Linked DNA regions of Gossypium hirsutum: region 2 is linked to region 1. Evidence: chromatin contacts called from public Hi-C data. All regions are on one chromosome and are shown on one strand. The core of a region is the stretch at or near the end of the contact, and the rest is flanking DNA. Distances in the headings are between cores, read along the strand shown.

The links. Hi-C and Micro-C count contacts between places; a contact is called where the count stands out from the background.
Region 2: a contact with region 1 is called in a Hi-C map of leaf, with 2.1 times the contacts expected there. The contact joins the enhancer-like site here to the promoter of LOC107896300 in region 1. A contact is called at or near these places in 2 of 34 Hi-C or Micro-C datasets (both in leaf).

The regions. Positions count from the first base shown.
Region 1 is chrA05:81,743,047-81,746,708 of Gossypium_hirsutum_v2.1, forward strand. It overlaps LOC107896300 (NADH dehydrogenase [ubiquinone] 1 alpha subcomplex assembly factor 3), which reads left to right and starts at 1,699. Exons shown (of 5, transcript XM_016821445.2): 1 at 1,699-1,969; 2 at 2,080-2,196; 3 at 2,521-2,555; 4 at 2,967-3,067. The coding sequence starts at 1,788.
Region 2 is chrA05:81,942,763-81,946,653 of Gossypium_hirsutum_v2.1, forward strand. No RefSeq gene overlaps it. Among protein-coding and RNA genes, the nearest start is that of LOC107960346, 19 kb to the left of the region's middle. Within about 2 kb of position 2,344, at least 1 of the 9 cell types and tissues checked has an H3K27ac peak or open chromatin away from gene starts, as enhancers often do. A contact at or near this core is called in leaf, where this site is marked.

The DNA of each region.
Region 1 (3,662 bases), core at 449-2,948:
TGATAATATGTATAAATATACAAATATTTTCTTTAATAAGACAGAGAAAATTACTCAACAATTGAAAAAGAACAAAATATTATAAAATTATCAATAGAATTTTACTAATTCAAACGCCATTCAAGCTTAACAATTTTGATCCAAATAGAATTTTGTTTGTAGCTTAAGACCACCATCTCTCTCTTAACACTCAATTTTTGTAAAATAATTTCAAAAACCAATCCATCAAACTATTCATGTAATTTGCCTTTTACTAATTTAACATCAGTTTTAAAGATAAATTGTATCATGCCATAGCTTACACATTTTTAGAAGCAAAAATTTGAACTTAATGATTTAAAATCCTTCATAGATATTGTTAAAACAAACAAATGTAAAAAGAAACCTTAAAATCAAGTGAGAACGAAAGAAGAAGAAAAAGACACCACAACAAAAACACAAAAGTCAACCTTTGTTAAGGTTAGCCAATGCCTTTTTTTTTTGAAGTTCCCAATGGTGAAAATGAAGCATGGGGGTGTAGTAATATGCTTAAATTTCAAGCCAATTTGATTATCGAATTTGGAGATTGGGCAAAGAGAATTCAAGACTTTGAGCGTAGCTCTAAAGGAATCAGGGCCAATTTTGATAAAACACTAGTCAGATTTGGAAAGAAGAAGAAAAACGAGTTTAGGGATGTGTTTTAGACTTAAGCCACTGCTAGTGACCGATGGTCAGTAACCTGCGAGTGATAGTTTTATCAAATATTGGATTTTGGGTTTTGATGAAGAACATGAATAACAATGGAAAGGAAGAAGAGAAGAGTAAGGGGAGAGAAGAAAAAAAATGGAGAGGAAATAGAAAATAACAATTTTTTTTTTAGAATTATAAGTTTTGAAATTTAAAATTATTTCTTTTAATCTTCTTATAATATTTGTAATTTTTAGAATTAGATTAAATTAAACAATGTGTAAATGTTAATAATTTTTTTTTTAGAATTAAGATAAAATTAACACAAATGTGCAAATGTTGATGGTCAAACTTGTTATTATGATAGTTTTTATAATTATCACTTTTATCTATGTTACCCTTAATAACTGATGACTAAAATAGATAGCATTCTGTAACTTAGATAATAAAAAAGAGTTTATCCTTAAAAGAAAGTAAAATTACGTTTAATGGCATTAAACTATTAGTAAGTTTATGTTTTGGTGACTCAATTTTAAAAAGTTATAAAATGATTATTAAACTATTCGAAAGTTTTCATTTAGCTCACTAAACTATTAAAATTGTTATTGTATGATCTTCTTTGTTCGCACCGCCTGTACCAATAGAAAGCTCTCATCATCTCTCTTCCACAATTCAATTTCTTTTTAAGAAACAACTTTGAATGTTATGAATTTGTAAACCAAAATCCAAACAACTTTCTTCTATGATCTCTAACACTCATCGTCAAATTGACTTAGATCGACTATATGTTTTTCTACTTGCCAATGGGTACTATCCACTATACTCATCGTTGAATCAATGCTTGGAGCTTGCTAACTGAACTTTATTTAAAAGGAAAAACTTAACAGCCCAGTGACTTAAATGAAAACTTTCGAATAGTTCAATGATCATTTTGTAATTTTTTGAAGTTGAGTGATCAAAATGTAAACTTTCTAATAGTTTAGTAACCTTGGATGTAGTTTACCCAAAGAAGCGAAACGCAGTCGTCGCTGTTATATGGGTGGGCTGGGGTTTGGGTAAAAAGTGGCGACTTGAGACAGCGGACGGAACAGCAGAAGAACATCGATAGATAGAAGAAGGAGATGGCGGTGAGAGGTAGAGCAGTAGAAACGCTGCCAAAGCTGATGAGGAGCCTGAGGAAGGACTCGGCTTCTTCAACAGTGACTCGAACTCCAGCCTTGCCCTCCCTTAGACGCGCTTTCTCTCTCTACGATCAGATCAATCTCATCGACAATGTTCCCGATGACCAGCTTCGTTTCCAACGGTTTTTCCTCTTTTCTCCTTCACTTATGTAAAACAGAAATTCCAACTCCTTTTCTTCAACACTCGCCTTAATTTTCATCTGGGTTTTTTTTTTCTTAATTGATTTGGCAGATATACGGAAACAGGATTCACTGTGAACGGTATCAACTATGAAGGCAGCTTGCTTTGTGTGGGAAATTTGGTCACTTCTTGGGGCCCCCGTAAATTTTCTGAAATTACTCCCCAAAGGTATTTGCTTCATTTCAATTCTTTTCTGGTATGCTTTCTTAATTAGTCTAAAATTAATTATGTCTGTTATATTATCTCCATTGGTGGAATTAGTTCTCTTCACTTTACCTATTTACATAATTTATCCTACTATGGAATTCTTGAAAAGCTTCACCGTTTAGTTTATGTTTCCTAATCTCTTGGGTTAGTGCCGTCTCTTCATTATGCTTAAGTTTCAGGTGGCTTGATTGACTAATATTTGTCCCTCCACTATATAAAAATGAAAATTTCCAACTTTTGGTCTCTTCCCCATCTCATATTTCGTCTTTATTGTACTTTTTGCAGCTTATCCATCTTTCAAATTATACGACCTATTCCAGGTGAGACCTCAAATAATATTATATATATGTGTGTGAAGAACAAATTCAATACCTGATAAAAGTGTATCGATGATGCATCCCCATTGACCAATCATCTTGTGGACCTAATTCTAGTTTTATTCACTTGGGAATTAAAATAGAACTTTTAATGCAGGGATGCACGCTCATGGCCCTTAGCCTTGGGAGCGGGGAATAATAATGGGTATTTCATTGCATGATCAGCATTATTTTGCTTGTGTTTAGCATTTCTGTAGTGTCACCTCCTGTTGTACCTGGAGAACCTAAGGAAGCTGAGAATAATTTCCTAATGCAGTTAGACTATAGAATTAAGCTTGATTTTACATGCACTTCTGTTTTTTCTTTTCTTCTAGTTTTGATTCTCATGAAGCATTTCTCTCTTGTTTATTTTAGAAATTTTGATTCTTGGCTGTGGAAGGTACATTGAACCTGTAGATCCGGAACTCAAACGCTTCATCCGATCTACTGGCATGAAATTGGAAGCCTTAGACTCGGTATTGTCATTTTCATTGGAGTATTTTAGTTGATACCTAAATTTGACAACTTAGTTTTGAAATTTTGTGTTTGTAATTGCTTGAATATCACTAATTTTCCACATGGCAGAAATGGACCTTCCATCCCCAGCTTGTCAATCTATTTCTATCCCTTGCATGATTGAGGTTGAAGGCTTCTCATTTATGTGTTTTTCTGAAAATCCTAATTAAATTACTACCCTAAATTTTGGAGCATCAAATTTAGGCTTTCTCATGTGAAAGAAGACTAAAAGGCTATTCTCTATTTCTCTTTTGTCCAAGCTTTAGAGACTGAGGTTGAGCACCAGTTTGTCAATCATATCTCCGTGTCAATGTGCCTGATTAAAGAGCTCTTTTGCATTAATCTGTTAGAAACCCACGTACATATTTATCCTTGTGTTTTGTGTTTGATTTCTCTTCCAAAAACATCTGTCTATATTTTGTCTTGATTAATGCATGTGCGGAAATGCTGGTTATTATTGATGGAAGTGATTTAATACTTGTTTATAGTCAATGCTTGAAACTATAAGCACCAATAGGAACTGACTTTGATCACAACCTTCAGGCTCAGAATTTG
Region 2 (3,891 bases), core at 1,094-3,593, 200 kb after region 1:
CCTTATTTTTTAGGGCTCTTGCTCTTACCATTGGGACATCAGTATTTTCTTTGGAAATCCACCAGTGATGGTTTTTTACAACAAATGGTGTAATCGCACTAGGTCTTCCTAGTGGCTATCATGGTTGTCCCATCGAGGGTGTGACTCAGCCTTTGCCTTTTTGTTGCTTGGAGACCTCATTGGTGCCTTGATGATTCTGGTGTTTTTTGTGGGTTTCGTACGTTGGCCTCATAGAGGTATGTTTCTATGGCCTATTACAACATATGCTTTTTCGGACCTTAGTCCCCTTTCCCCTCCTCCTCTATGGCGGTGTTGTTTTCTCGGTCACTACGATTACTAGGTGGCTTGGTGTGGGTAAAGTCTTGGGCTTTGATTTGTATATGTTTGTGCTTCAGCCCATTGTTTGTAACTAGCTTTTAATGAATGGATTTTTATTTGAAAAAGAAGGTAAAATCTTAATTAATGCTAGAAAATAGAAAACCCATTCAAGAAGGTGTTTCTCCCTCACCAACATGATCTTCTTCTAATGGGAAATAATATATATATATTAAAAATGTAATTGAGGTTTTTTTTTATTGATACTATAAAGTATCCATCATAGGTGGGAAGGATTAATCCCTTTGTTGTGGGTGTTGGTCGAAAAGGTAAGCGGTTGGTCATGAAATATGCTCTATTCCCATAAGCAAGAATTGAACCCCTAACCTCATGGTTGATGGATGAAGTAAGCAATTACTACACCATATCTCATGATTAATGTAGTTAAGTTTAGACATTAATTTTTTGTTTATTTAAAAGTAATTTTCTTTTTCATAAATTTTCAAACCCATTTAAAAGTTAATCTTAAACTATGGTAATTTTAATAAATAAAAAGAAATCATATATATTATTATTATAAGGTTTCATCTAAAAAAAATAAAGAAACAATCATGTTCACATTACAACACTCTCCATTCGAAATACTTATTTTTAATTTAAATAAAATATTTCATTATTTTAATATTTTACTTATTATTATTTTTAAACTATTTCAGATTGGACTCATATTAAAAATAAACCAGGCTACAAAGTCTAAATACAAGCTTATTATACTAAAAACCAGCCCACTATTTCAGCAGGCCCTAATATTTTACTTAATTGAATTAACTTTTAATGTTATAATAAAATATAATTTTAAAAAAACACATAATAATTTTTATCAAATTAAGTTTATATTTTTTTTTTCAAATATAATAAGATTTAATTAAATTCATAGATAAAATTATAAAAAAATCAAATTATAACAATTATAACTTTTAAAAAATTAATTTAACAAAAAATTATTAATATTGTTATTTAAATTATAATAAATTAATATTAATATGACAATTTTTGTATGATTTTAATATTTAAATATTTTTCAAATTAAATAACACTAATATAATCGATTTCAAATAGTTAAATATTTTTTTAAGATATTTTTGTTATTATATTATTTAAAAAATTAATATTATAAAAAATATTATAAAGTTAATATACAATTGACTCATGCCTTATACAGGTTTACAAATTAGTATATATACTAATATTTTTTGAATCAAATAAGTGGTCGAACCGGTTAAACTATGGGTTTGATAGTCTAATCAGTCCACTCGGTCTAATTAATCTGATTAAAATTATTAAAAACTAAAAAATAAAATAATAATAAATTTAAAATTTTGATTCAACTGAATTAATAATTTTTTTTACTCGATTCAATAGGTTTATAATGGTTCCTGAATCAACTGGTTTAAAACCCTTATCCGAATCCAATTTAAACAAATTTAATCCAATCTAAATAACATTAATATATACACAACCCAAACAAAATTATAAAATTTTATCATCAATTTAATTTCAAATATTTTTTTTATCCTTTCTCTGTCCCGTAAGTCGAATTTCATTTGTCCTCTTGACTAAACCTTGATAAATATAATAATTCTCATTATTTAAAGCCAGTGCAGTGGCGACAAAATTATGGTGTTGATCTATCATTTTGAATGATTCAAACTGAATTCAATTGACAGAAGAAAAAAAATATTTTTACTTTTTCATTTTTTAATATTTTATTATTGATAATTTAAAGAAAAATATATACTTTATATTATAAAATAAAAAATCCAATTGAATTGGAATATATATTTTTAATTTTTGAATTTATAATGAATTTAGTTACCATCCTAATAAAAATTGAATCCAACTAACTTTGTTTTTTTTTTCGTTTTTCATCATGTTTTGGTCAGATGAAAGCAACTCGCAATATAGTATACGTGGGAATTGGCTAAACAAGTCAAGCATTGTCGTAAATCTGGAAATATTTAGTCAACCATCCAGCTGTTGGAAATTAGTTTAGAGGTAATGCTTGAAAATAGAACATCCACTAAAGGCCTTGATGGGTGCGGGTAGAAAACCCAAAACCATCTCCTCCCGCAACTCGTAAGACTAAAATTATTCTTGTCTCACCACCTAAGTACGTCCTTAGACCCACTTAATCTATGTTACCTTCATTTGTGATTAGAGGTAAAGTCAGAATAACTTTTTAGGGGTCGAATAAAAATTTAAATTTTTTATAGTCAATATCTTTATAATTTTTAAAGGAATAAATCGAATTTTTATAATTTTAGGGGAACTAAAGTGTAATTTTACCTTTAATAATTTAAAATTTTAAAATTTTTAAAGGACCTAAATAACAATTTTCCATTTTAGGGGGGCTAAAGCTCCTGCCAGCCCCTTAGATTCGCCTTTATTCGTAACCCACTTCATATGATATATTTATAAGTATCAGTTAAATAAATACAAGCAAATTTTTTTTTATGAAAAAAAAGTATAAAATACCTGCCCTCCGAACTCCCACCACATATGTGACATTATTCCAACTGTCACCATTTAAAAAAAAAAGTCGTGAATGTGAGTTGAGTATTGTTACCAAAATTAGAGTTTTATAAATGTTTATTTTTAAATATGTTTATTATATTATGCAGGGCAGGCAGGGATGATGTAGGGTGGGCGGGGATAGGGCAGGTACAAGGTCATACCCATGCTTGTCCCACCACTCAAGGTGGGTCTAATTTCTGTCCCCATCCTCGCCCAATTAGGGGCAAAGTAGGGCGGGACCTCGAGAAACCTACCCCACTGACGCCCCTAGGCGTTTAGCATAATTCATTTAGATAGGTAGGCTTCTTCCCATCAATTTCGCATCTGGAATGAAACAAGTTAATAATATAAATAATATTTAAGTACATGTTGTTAGACTCGTTTAATGACTGGATTACTTGTTTAAAATATGTAAAGGGTTTAGAAAAAATATATTATGTTTGATAAAAATATTAGGTCTGTTTTAAATATGAGTCAAATTCAAGTACTAATATTTAAAGCCTATACTTAGTTCAACCTTACTCAGTTTCAAATTTATATTATTTAATTTATATCATATAAAGATTAAGTATATTAGACTAAAATTATAAAATAGTTTAAATTGTTTATGGTAGAAACTTAATATAAGAATATATATAATGGTAGTAAAACATATAAATAATTACTAAATATTGAATAAAAACAATTATATTTTTTATTTTAAAAAATAAAGCTAGATTTAAAAAAATTAATTAATTTTTTACAAATATGAATAAATTTAGACAAAAATCAGAATAGATATTTTAGATTTGAATTTCAACTTGATTACTTTCTTACTGCAACTTCTAATCGATTGAATTTAAAATCTATAACTATCTTTAAAACTTGTCTCTTGCCATAGAATAGATTGAAACAAATTGAAGTTCACATATCATATTGTATAAAATTGATATTTAGCCTCTATAATTTCTATTGATTGCATCTAAAATTATTATATATATATACTAAGTTATGGCATGAACT